2 separate regions of the Rattus norvegicus genome follow, and region 1 is linked to region 2. A link is a contact called in public Hi-C data. All regions are on one chromosome and are shown on one strand. The core of a region is the stretch at or near the end of the contact, and the rest is flanking DNA. Distances in the headings are between cores, read along the strand shown.

What was found. A called contact is a pair of places that touch in the nucleus more often than the background predicts.
Region 1: a Hi-C map of psoas muscle shows a contact between it and region 2, with 5 times the contacts expected there. The contact joins the promoter of Ucp3 here to the enhancer-like site in region 2. A contact is called at or near these places in 2 of 12 Hi-C or Micro-C datasets (mammary epithelial cells and psoas muscle).

The regions. Positions count from the first base shown.
Region 1 is chr1:164,225,099-164,230,158 of GRCr8, forward strand. It overlaps Ucp3 (uncoupling protein 3), which reads left to right and starts at 2,812. Exons shown (of 7, transcript NM_013167.2): 1 at 2,812-2,907.
Region 2 is chr1:164,186,154-164,191,782 of GRCr8, forward strand. It overlaps C2cd3 (C2 domain containing 3 centriole elongation regulator), which reads left to right. Exons shown (of 33, transcript NM_001191602.1): 24 at 2,247-2,585. Among named protein-coding and RNA genes, the nearest start is that of Ucp3, 39 kb to the right of the region's middle. Within about 2 kb of position 4,033, at least 14 of the 93 cell types and tissues checked have an H3K27ac peak or open chromatin away from gene starts, as enhancers often do.

The DNA.
Region 1 (5,060 bases), core at 1,562-4,061, 38 kb after region 2:
GGGTTGGTCATTGGGGAAAGGTGTTGGAGTTCATCTGTACTTTTAACTGCAGAAAGAAGGCACGGCTGTCACTCAGCCATCTGCAACGTGGGACTTGTTCTTCCAAGTGTCAGATTGGCCCATGTTCGAGTGACGATAGTGTCCCTCTTCTAGTGCTTTGGGCTTTTGCTTGCCCATTCTTGATTTGTCTTTTCCTCTGATGGCCCTTTAAATCTCACAGTGAAAGTCTGCTGGTCCCCTGTGTTACTCAGGAGGGAACTTCTGTCAAAACAGCCACTTGGGCAGCTACCACAGACAAAGCCCTCTGAGGATGATTCTGAAGGGGCACAGCTGTCCAGTGCCAGCTGGGTAGTGAGGCTAAAGGGAGCTACCCAAGGGCCCTCTGCTTGTCACCCCTGTGTGTCATTTCACTGAATCCTCAAAACAATTCCCACAGTTAAACTCAAGGCCAAGGAAGTCAGAGACATTGCTTCTGTATAAGTAGAAAGTGCATCAGGACCCAAGACATTCCCAGAAATAAGGGGCTCAGACCAAAGCAGGATACAGCCAGCAAATGCCCTGAATTGGGGCAGGCTCAGGCTGCTGCATCCAGGGAAGGATTCCTGAAAGAAACCAGAACTGGGGTAAAGCCCAGAGAATAGACCAGGTCATGGACAGTTGCACAGGGAACCAGAGAATGTTCTGGGCCATATCAGTGTCCAGCCTGATTGAGTTTGTGGCTCTGGCCTCATCTGGAAGGCACAGACACTTAGACGCTGGCTTCATATGGTTGCTGTGAAGATCAAATGGGACATTTCTGAAAATGCTTGGCTGGCATTTGGCATATAATGGGAGCTTGAGAAATGTCAGCCCACACTTCCTAAACGCTGGAGTGAATTCGCAGCAAGTGTACTGCTTACCCAGAAGGCAGAGCACTCCAGCCTCCCTAGATGGGCCATGGACCCTCAGCCCTACCTGTCCCACATATTTCTGCTCCTTGAGTGTCAGCCTGCAAACCTGCCCCATCCCTACCCTGCAGCTGGCCTTGCCCCAGACCTCACACTCAGCCAGAATAGAGCTTCCGGTACCTGGAATTCCACATCCCTTGGGGTGAGAGACCTCCAAGTTCCAGGCCTCAGGGGGAAAGCTTGAGGTGAAGAAGGTCACTGCCAAATCCTGTTCCTGTAAATAACCTGAAGGAGTCAAGTGAGAGCAGGGCCACGGGAGGCCACGGCTGCAGGCAAAGTGGAGGTCTGAAACAGACCATGCACAAACGGTGTGTTATTTACCAGTCCCTCATCCCTGACACCTCTGAGGTGACTTGACTTGCCAAGCTGTACAACACATTTGTCACCACAACCAGAATGAACCCCGACCTTCTCATTCATACCCTCCACAGATGCCTGAAGACTATTTCTGGTGACCCAGAGACCGTAGCAGTCAGCCTTAAAACTTCCAGCAGAGGCCTAGCCCTCTGAGCTCACCTCCCTCTGGGTTTCTCCAGAACCTGCTGCCTCTAGTTTGACTTCTACTTGTACTCCTCCCCCATGTGGCTCCCACAGTCCTGCCCACCTCCAGATTAATAGTTCCAGACAGAGCCCAAAGCAGTAGGCAGTCTCTGGTCCAAGAAAGAGGATAAACAATCGGATGTCATAGCACCCATTCTGCCATGGCTCTGCACTCAAGTTCCAAAAAGTACCTTCTCTGCCCTACCTGTCTCCTCTCCCCTCTCCTTTTAGTCTCCCTTCTATGTCACCCAACTCCCAGCTCAAGCTGCACCCAGTCCTTAACCTCAGCGGCTACAGATGGACCAGCCTACAGTGTTTGCTGCAAGGAATTCTGCTCACCTGCCCCTTCTCACTCCGGCCCCAGCATCTCCATGCCAAGGGCCATGTCATGAGGAATAGTGATGGCAGCAGATAGACCCAAAGTGTGTTATAGGTTACAGGGTTGCAGTGTACTAGTGGTGGGTGTGACCTCGGGAAGTCACTGTCCTTGATTTTCTCTGTAAAGTAAGCATTGACACATGAGGGCTGTACTCAGTGTATATGTATCTACTGATACACACCACAGTGTGCAACAGCACCAGGGAAGAGACTAGCCACAAGAAGCCATACATTCTGTACGATCCTGCTCAAACAAAATATCTAGAAGCAGAATAAAGATGAGTGGTTGCCTGAAGCTCGGGGAAGGAGGAAGGGTTGACTCGTTTTTTGTCTTTGAGCCATTATGAAAATGTTCTGAACTAGAATGTAGTGGTTGATCAACCTGACTTTGCTAAAAGTTGTTGTGTGCTCCATGTGGGCAAATCACATTCTATGGAAAATACATCTCAAAGCTCTTTTCCTTTGCTTTTAAGTCTAGGAGCCTGTTTTAGTAATACCTGCTTCCTAGGGTATGGGAAATAGACGTGGTGAACCTCAAGTATCAAGCATATCTTGGTGCCAAAATGTCCTCTAGCTTCTCCGCCCTATCTTCTCCTTTCCCTTCTGGAGGAGAACATGAGGTGTCTAAGAAATGATGCCTATAATCATGGCATAGGATCCTGGAAAGTCCCTGTCCTAAGACCTTGACTTTTGGGCTCTGAAAGGTGACAAGAACTGTCACACACCACATCTCCTGGTCACCAAGGTAGCCCTCCTCTTGAAAGCTCAAAGGAGCCACGTTACAGAGCCCCAGGTCACGGAAGCTAAACCAGATCTGGAACTCACTGGTCTCCTCCCTGCACCCCGCCTCTTGTCAAGTGACCAGACTGTCAACTAGCTTCTCAGAATTAGGTTTCAGGTCAGCTGGTGCATAAGGCCAGTGCCGAGCCAGAGGCAGCAGAGACAACAGTGAATGGTGAGGAGGGGCTGTCAGATCCTGCTGCTGCTAATGGATGGAGCCTTAGGGTGCCCCTACACCTCCTGACCTTGGCTAGACTCACAGGTAAGACCCCATACCTCTCCTCAACTCTCCTCTGTCCCTGCTCCTCTGTCTTCTCTCCCTTCCAGGGATGCTCACAGTAAGGAGCTGCCAGGGATCACTCACACGGCGTGAGAGACAGAGTCTAGCTCCTACCTGTAAAGAAGAAGGAACTGCAGCCCTGGGGAGAGCCTTGACTCCCATCTGTGTGACTCCTCAGGACTCCCTTGTCCTGCTGACCCCTCTGCTGGGATCTTAGAAATGTCAGGTGGAAAGTGTCCCTGTCCTTTGGCCCAGGATCCCCACAGAGCACACGGCCCTTCCTGGGTAGACATGATAAGGGCACGTCTGTCCTGAAGCCTGGTCTAGAGTCGTGTTCACTCCGTCTAGTGGCTTCCGTGATAGAGATTTTGTTGGAGAGAGTTGGGTTGGGCAGGACACGCTCAGCAAACACCAATGGATCCTGTCAGCTAGAGCGCCCCATGTTGTGGTTACCCCAGTAGAGCTACAAGGGTGAGGATTGTTCTCCTCCCGCTGGTGGCATCAGACCAATGCTGGACAGGTTTCCTCAAATAACAACTGAGGTGCAGCAAGGAGGAGGTTGGGAAGCCCTGAACTCGGAGTTTCCTGCTGTGCCGGCCATTGCAGCCCCACCCCCACCCCACCCCGTATGTCTGCCCATCCTTTCTATTTCTCATGGATGGCTCAGGGGTACTCCTTCCAAACTTGGGTACACACAATTGCTCTCAAAGGTGACAAGTGCTGTCACACACCAGCCTCCACTGTCTCTTGAGAGCCCCTTTCCAGCAGCGTCCTCACTGGTAGAACCCCATCGCTCCCCTCTAATCTACCCCTGCTTCCTGAACCAGCATGCTCTGACTGCCTGGCCCTGACCCCCCACACTGGACTTAGCGTAACCTTGGCATTCGAAGCCCTTGATCAAAGGGCCCTGAGGTCATCTTTGACCTCATTTCCTGTCTCCTCATCTTGGTAAGAATGGTCTGACTTAGGGTCTTCCCTACAACGGTCTTCACAGAGAAGGAGGGTAAGTTGATCTTGTCCCAGTTTGAAGGCTCCGACAGAGCTAAAAAACAAAACAAAACAAAACAAAAAAATGTTACAGATAATGAGGCAAGCTACAAGACTAGGGTCAGAAGTAGCAGAGGACAAAGTGGGTACAAGAGGGAAGTCCTGACTGACAGGGAAGCAAAAGCACCGGCCTCAGCAGGGAGAAAACTCCATTCAGTGTCCTCTGCAGGACCTGGCTCAGCACCAGCATCGCCTGAGACAGTGGCCATACACAGGTTCTTCGCTTGTTTAACATCAGTGTTTCTCTCCAAAGCAGAGCAGAGCACAGGGCTCTCCTACTAACACATGAGTAGTCAGTCCCCAGACAGACTTTGATGAAGGGATTCTAAAGAACTTACCCCAAAGGGTCTCTCCAGATCTGAGCGAGCCGTAGATTTAGGCTTTCAAGTTACCCAGAAGTCTAGCTCTCTGGGGCAAATTCAGGACTTGAGAGAAGAGAGGCCACTAGGACACCATGAGGAGAGTCAGCTGTTCCCACAGTACATTCCAGGCTTGGGCAGGGAATCCAGTGCCTCCATGCTGGGAAGGAGCCAGGCCTTGCTGCTCTTCTGTAGGGCAAAGGGGAATGAGACCTGAGCAAGTGGAGGGTATTTCTCTAAACACGCCCACACCGCTATCCCTCAGCCAAGTTGGCTTTAAAGGCTCTGGGCCTCGGGCAGAAGGCTGAGCCTCCAAAGAACCTGTTCCCTGCTCAGGCTTGTCTGTTTACAACTCAGGCAGACATACTGAGAAGACAGTCTGAAGGGAGAGCCTGGGAGAGCCAAGGCCTGATTACAACTACCCACACAGAGCTTAGCTTCTCTGGGTCCATGAATTCCATCTGCGGACCTTGTATTCACCCAGCCTTCTCCAGACTCATGCTTGGCATTGTGAAGCATTTAGTAACTGCTTCGAATGCTCAACAAAGGCTAAGACCCCGAGAAGCCAGGTTACCACACTGACTAGACCTTATGTGGTGTAGCGAAGACAGCTTTATTGCTTGGCCCTCAGAACAACCAGATTGGAGTCCTGTGACCAGTGGTCAGTCAACCTCTTTCCATCTTTTATTAAAATAATTTACTTATTTTTATTTTATATGCATTTATGTG
Region 2 (5,629 bases), core at 2,783-5,282:
ACAAAGCACTGCCATAAAGCCAGGACTGTGGCCAAGGAACTTGTCCCATCAAAGCAAAGGTTATTTGGTCTTTCTTCCAAGAACTGTGGAAGGCTCTTACAGTAGGTTCTGGAATGAGAGCTCTGCACTCTAGAAAGTGAGTCTACTGCCTGTAATGAGTTGCAGGGAGCCGGCCAAGTGTTTTGTTGGGTCTCATGGATCACATAGCCCAAGGTCACCTCAAGTTCACTATGTAGTGAAAGATTATCTTGAACTCCAGGTCCTCCTTCTGCCCCTTTAGAATCCAAGATTGCAGGTGTGGACATCTTGTTATGTGGTGGTGGGGATCATACAGGTTTCTCATAAGCCTGGCAAGCATTCTGCCAACTGAGTGCACACCAGCCGTGACTAGAGTCTGTGCAAGTGTGGGGCTTGCTCAGTTTAAAGCTCCAGTAAGATATTTCTCTGCTCTATGCAGCTAGAGGTCATGACCTGTTTTACTTCTGCTTCTTTGGTTTGGGTTTTTTGTTTTGTTTTGTTTTGTTTTTTTGGCTTTTGTTGTGAATGTGTGGTTTTGGTTTTGGTTTTGATTTTGTTTTTGTTTGCTTGCCTGCCTGCCTGCCTGCCTGCCTGCCTGTCTGCCCTGCCTGCCTTCTTGCTTGGTGTTTTTGAAACAAGGTCTCAAGATGTAGGCTAGATTGGTGTAGAAGTAGTGATGTGTCTCTAAACTGGTCTTGAACTCACCATCTTCCTACTTGAGCTTCCCAGGAGCTGGGAGTATAGGCATATGGCTCTAACCCTTTTGATGGCCCTCTCTACAAAAGGAGAAATGAGTGAGTTCAGGCGATTTCCCAGACTGCTGGGCTCTTTGGGGCCCAGCAGACCTACGTCTAACCCTCTGAGTATCTCCCCAAGGCTGCATTGCCAGCTTCATCTAGGCCAATCCAGGCCACTTTACCAAAACCAGAGAAAGAGTCTTTGAAGCAACCCAGGCTAACTTGAACTAACTTTTTTTTTCTTTTTTTCTTTATTAAATTGAGTATTTCTTATTTACATTTCGATTGTTATTCCCGTTCCCGGTTTCATGGCCAACATCCCCCTAACCCCTCCCCCTCCCCTTCTATATGGGTGTTCCCCTCCCCATCCTCCCCCCATTACCGCCCTCCCCCCCAACAATCACGTTCACTGGGGTGAACTAACTTTTTTTTAAAGATAGGCTTTTAGCTTCACTGCTCAAGAAAACAGATCTGGGACACAGAGTATAGGTCAAGGGTCAGACTTCCATCACAAATCCTCCCTTTTTATTGTTTCCAGAGAGGCTATTGAACATTCCAGATTGTCTGTGCCAGTCATACCCCACTGGTTTAAGGTTTGTATTCTCTTGTACAGAGCCTTAGACATTTGATGTGTTTGTTAAATGTGTCAGTTAATATCCACTAAGTCAGCCAACCTGTTTCCATATACTGTTTACACGTCACGAGGGTTAGGAAGACCCACTGGGTGTCCTCCCTCTATGATGACTCTCATTTTGTACTTTTGAGAGCCATGATAATCTGTGTATCAAGAAGAAAAGAAGCTGTTAAAGCATTTTAAAAAGTCAACTGCCATCTGTGGCAGGTAACATCTTTTTCTCCTAATAGGAATGAATCTAGCAAAGCAATCTTTGAGAGTCAGAAGGAGTTATTGAGACTCTAAGTAAAATCTCATTTTAAGGTCCAGCAAACCAGTAAAGTTTAAATCCACTGATTCTTGGGTATATGATCTTGACAGATTCATTGACCCATCTGAAATTCTGGCACAGAAAGGACTCCACTGTTAGTACCCTTACCCTCCTTACTCCTGCCACCCACTCCTACCTCCCTCCCAGTGGTGCCTTGGGGATGTTGTCTGATCATATGCAGATGGTAAAGAGGCTGATTGGAGCCCTGGATAACTTCCCAGTGGGGAGAGATGAGGGGACGCTGTATCATGCAGAAGAGGGCTCCTCTTCCTTTACCTAGTCCCCCCTCCCCATGTATGAATTCTCTCCCATAGCAATGTTGCCCACCGCAAAGCATGTGGTTCTGGCTTCAAGTCAGAAATTAAATACCACTTAGTATTATTGAATGCTACTGGACATAGTAGGGGCAAGTTTTCTGTATACCAACTTCAGATTCATTTGGCAAATTGTGTTGAGACCTGTGGTCTATCCCAGGAAAGAGGCCCATAAGCAGCCTCCAGGAGGTCTTCTTTCTCACGCAGGCCTTTTTACCTCTGTTCTCTTACAGGTGTGTATCCTCTGTTTGGAAGAAATGCTTCCGACCTCTCTGGAGCTGCTCTGCGTGTCCATGTGGTTCTTTCCCCCTTCTTCCCACACTCTGAGCCCTCTCGTGAGCTGGACTCCATGGACTGCAGCAGCCACAGTGAGTCTGAGCAGCTCCCCAGAAAGAGCGATGAGCCCCAGCTCTCTCCGCCCTGTGTGCTCCAGAAGTCTCCTGCCTCCACCCAGGTCCATGGCAACAGCACTGCAGCCGATGTGTGCCCCTCCCAGCAGGGCCCTCCCGAGTTGGATGGGACTTTTGCTGTCAGCATCCTGGTAGAGAGAGCCATGCACTTGAGCTTGAAAGGTATGCTCTCCATACGGACCCAAAAGCAGGTGTCCAGTTCCTCACCATACTCTGTCTTCACAGAACTTTCAGGTCATGCCAAGACCTACAAGTATGGTTAGTTTTCTTAGTAACGCCGCAGATCATAAATTCCTGACCAGAAGTCCATATGTCACCCTCAGTGCCTCTCTCTCTCACTTATCCACTGTCCAGTCTCCACAGCAAATAAATGATTCTATTCTTAAACTTCTCACAACTCTCTCCATCCTCCTCCTCCATTCCATCCACTCAGATCCTCAGGATGCACCCAGGGTCTACAAGTCCCCAGGAAATTCATAAAGAAAACTCCAGAGTTGGTGATCCTACTACATACAAAGAGAATTGTGTTAATATGCCTAACTGCTGACAGCCATATAAGTCACAGGCATCTTGTGTCATTTCATATCTCAGAATACCACTTTATTCCACCAGCCCTTAGAACTTACAGGGCTTACAGCTGTCTTATCAATAAAACACATACTTTTATATTACAGAGTCCTAAGTTTTCATAGCTCCCGGTATAATTGGATTTCTTTATATTCTGATGTGTTTTGCATTACAAATATAAAGAAACACTATTAAACGAAGAGGCCCAAACACTTCATCAGACTGCAAAGGAGCCTGGGAAAACAACCTCCTCCCAGCTTTGTTCAGCCTTGCTTCTCCACTAAGATTTTGCTTCGCTATCATCTTTCCTCTTCAGGCTGCTCTCTAGCTCCCCATCAAGGCTTAGGTGCAGCATTGCTGTGGACCAGAGGACTACCTAGCATAAGGCTCCCTGGTCTGTTCCCTCAGCACCTTTCCATCATCACAGTATTGGCCAGATGTAGTCATTTCCCCATGGTTCTCTTCTCTGCTAAATAAGCCCTATCAAGAGTAAAGGCCTTGTATTTGTTTACTATGCATTCGTTCATTTAGCACCAAGATGAGCAGTAGAATTTGCTGTGTAGTAAGCAGTCTTGGTGCCAGGGATAGAGTGGCAAACAGACAGGGTAAACAATCATGTGTTCATCTCAAGTTCCTGACACATGGCTTGAAGAGGAAGGATTTCTGCTCACAGGTTTAAAGGTTCAACATGGCTGCATCGCCATAGAGGGCAGAGCTTGGAGCACAAGCTTTTCTTCAGTTCGTGACAGAAGATGCAAAGAAAATTCGAAAGAGGAGTCTAAAACAACCCACAGCCGTCAAGGACACAGCCCACGTCATATCATACCTCTCCCATCTGAGAGCCAGGCACATAGCACATGAGCCTGTGGAAGAGCATTCACTCTCAAACCGACAGCTCTGCCCCGGTTGTTGCCTCCAGTAGTCCCCGCCAGTGTCTTTCTCATTCTGCTGCCAAGACTGTATGCCTGGCCAGAAACCAGACCTTGTCTCTCATCAGTTAAAATACTTGGTTCCTTTTATGTCACTTGCAACCCTGGCAACAGCACCCAAAGCCCTGCCCCTCCAGCCTCCCCAGCCTCCCAGCTCCTGCCCTTCCGGCCTCCCCAGCCACACCAGCTTCACTTCTCACCATGTTCACTCACAGCCAACATGTTTTGTGCCAGTGCCCTGTCAGGTCTCAATATTGTCAAGCCTTGTGCTGTTTCTTCTGCTAAAAATACCCCACCCCTTATTTGTGTGGCTTGCTTCCTCTTCTTAAAAGAGTAGGTAAAGTGATGCCATCACTCTGAAGCCACCCTGTCACCTATTAGCAGTACACATGCCTCTGCACCGAGAGCCGGCCTGTACCACCACCACATTCCCACAAGTCAGTATTTTGTACTAAATACTGTCTCTGGTTCTAGTCCTCGGGTCAGTGAGTGTGTTGCTTATCTCTGTGTCCTAACATCCTGACTCTCATGATGCAACTAAGCAAATATGATCTCCTGTCTGTAACTGTGAGGCATAGCCTCTCACATTTCTGGCTGAGTGAACAATTTTTAAATCACTTGTTACTTGGCCTCTTGTAACAACCAGCTCATGACAACACATGGGGCAGACTCCTGGCAAGTAAAACTCAGGATGGAGCTGGGGCAGTGACTTGAGACAGATCAGAGCAGTGTTTGTGTACATCTAGAATTAGAATTTTATTATGGGAGATGTTTTGATAGCATGTGTCCAGAGGAGAAACATGAGGCCAGGGAAATGAAATGGCAGTAGTAGAAAGGTCACTGGTGAGCCAGGCTTAGTGGCATATGCCTGTGTTCCCAATACTAAGGAGGCTGAGGCAGGAGGACTGTAAATTTGAGACCAGCTTGGGAGTAGGAAGGAAGAACAAAGGAAATGGGGGAGGGGTGTCACAACTTGTCAGACAGAAAGAGTTGCCCAGATAAAGACCGAAGGTAAGAGAGCTAGACACAGCCCTGCTTATGCATATGTGAGGCCCCTTCAGCTCTCTGATACCCAGGAGCTCGGCTTCTTAGCCTGTGAGTCATAGCTAATACAGATTGCATAACAGTGTGGGAGTCGAGGAGCATTGATAGTAGGGAAAGGTTTCTGATTGTACAGAATCAAGCATTAGCAAATCTCAGGTGTTTCTGGCAACTTATAATGCTTGACTTGATAGCAGCCTTGGTGCTGAACTCACACATGTACATTTTACACCACATATGCAGTTACCACTCAGAACCAACACACACCCTGAGACACCTGTTACAATGTTACAAGTTACAATGTTTATACAAAGTTTTCTACTTTTTAAATTTTGAGATAGATTCTTACTATGAAGCCTTGGCTGGCTTTGAAATCACAGAAACCCACCTGTCTCTGTCTCCCATGTGCTGTAATTTAAAGATGTGAGCTGCAACACCCAGTAATTTAATTGAGGAAAACAAAAACTTTTAATATTTTCTCATCACTGTTCCTTAGCATGTATCAAATTACTTTATTTCTAGATTTTAGTAGAATGTTTGGTTTCTAGATTTTAGTAGAATGTTTGGCTTTTTTTCTTAATTGCTGAATTGAGTTTTATAAAGGCAGAAAGGAAGGAAAAAAGGAAGAAAGAATCTGCCCATGAGTTTTAGCTTGGAATTAGGACAGAA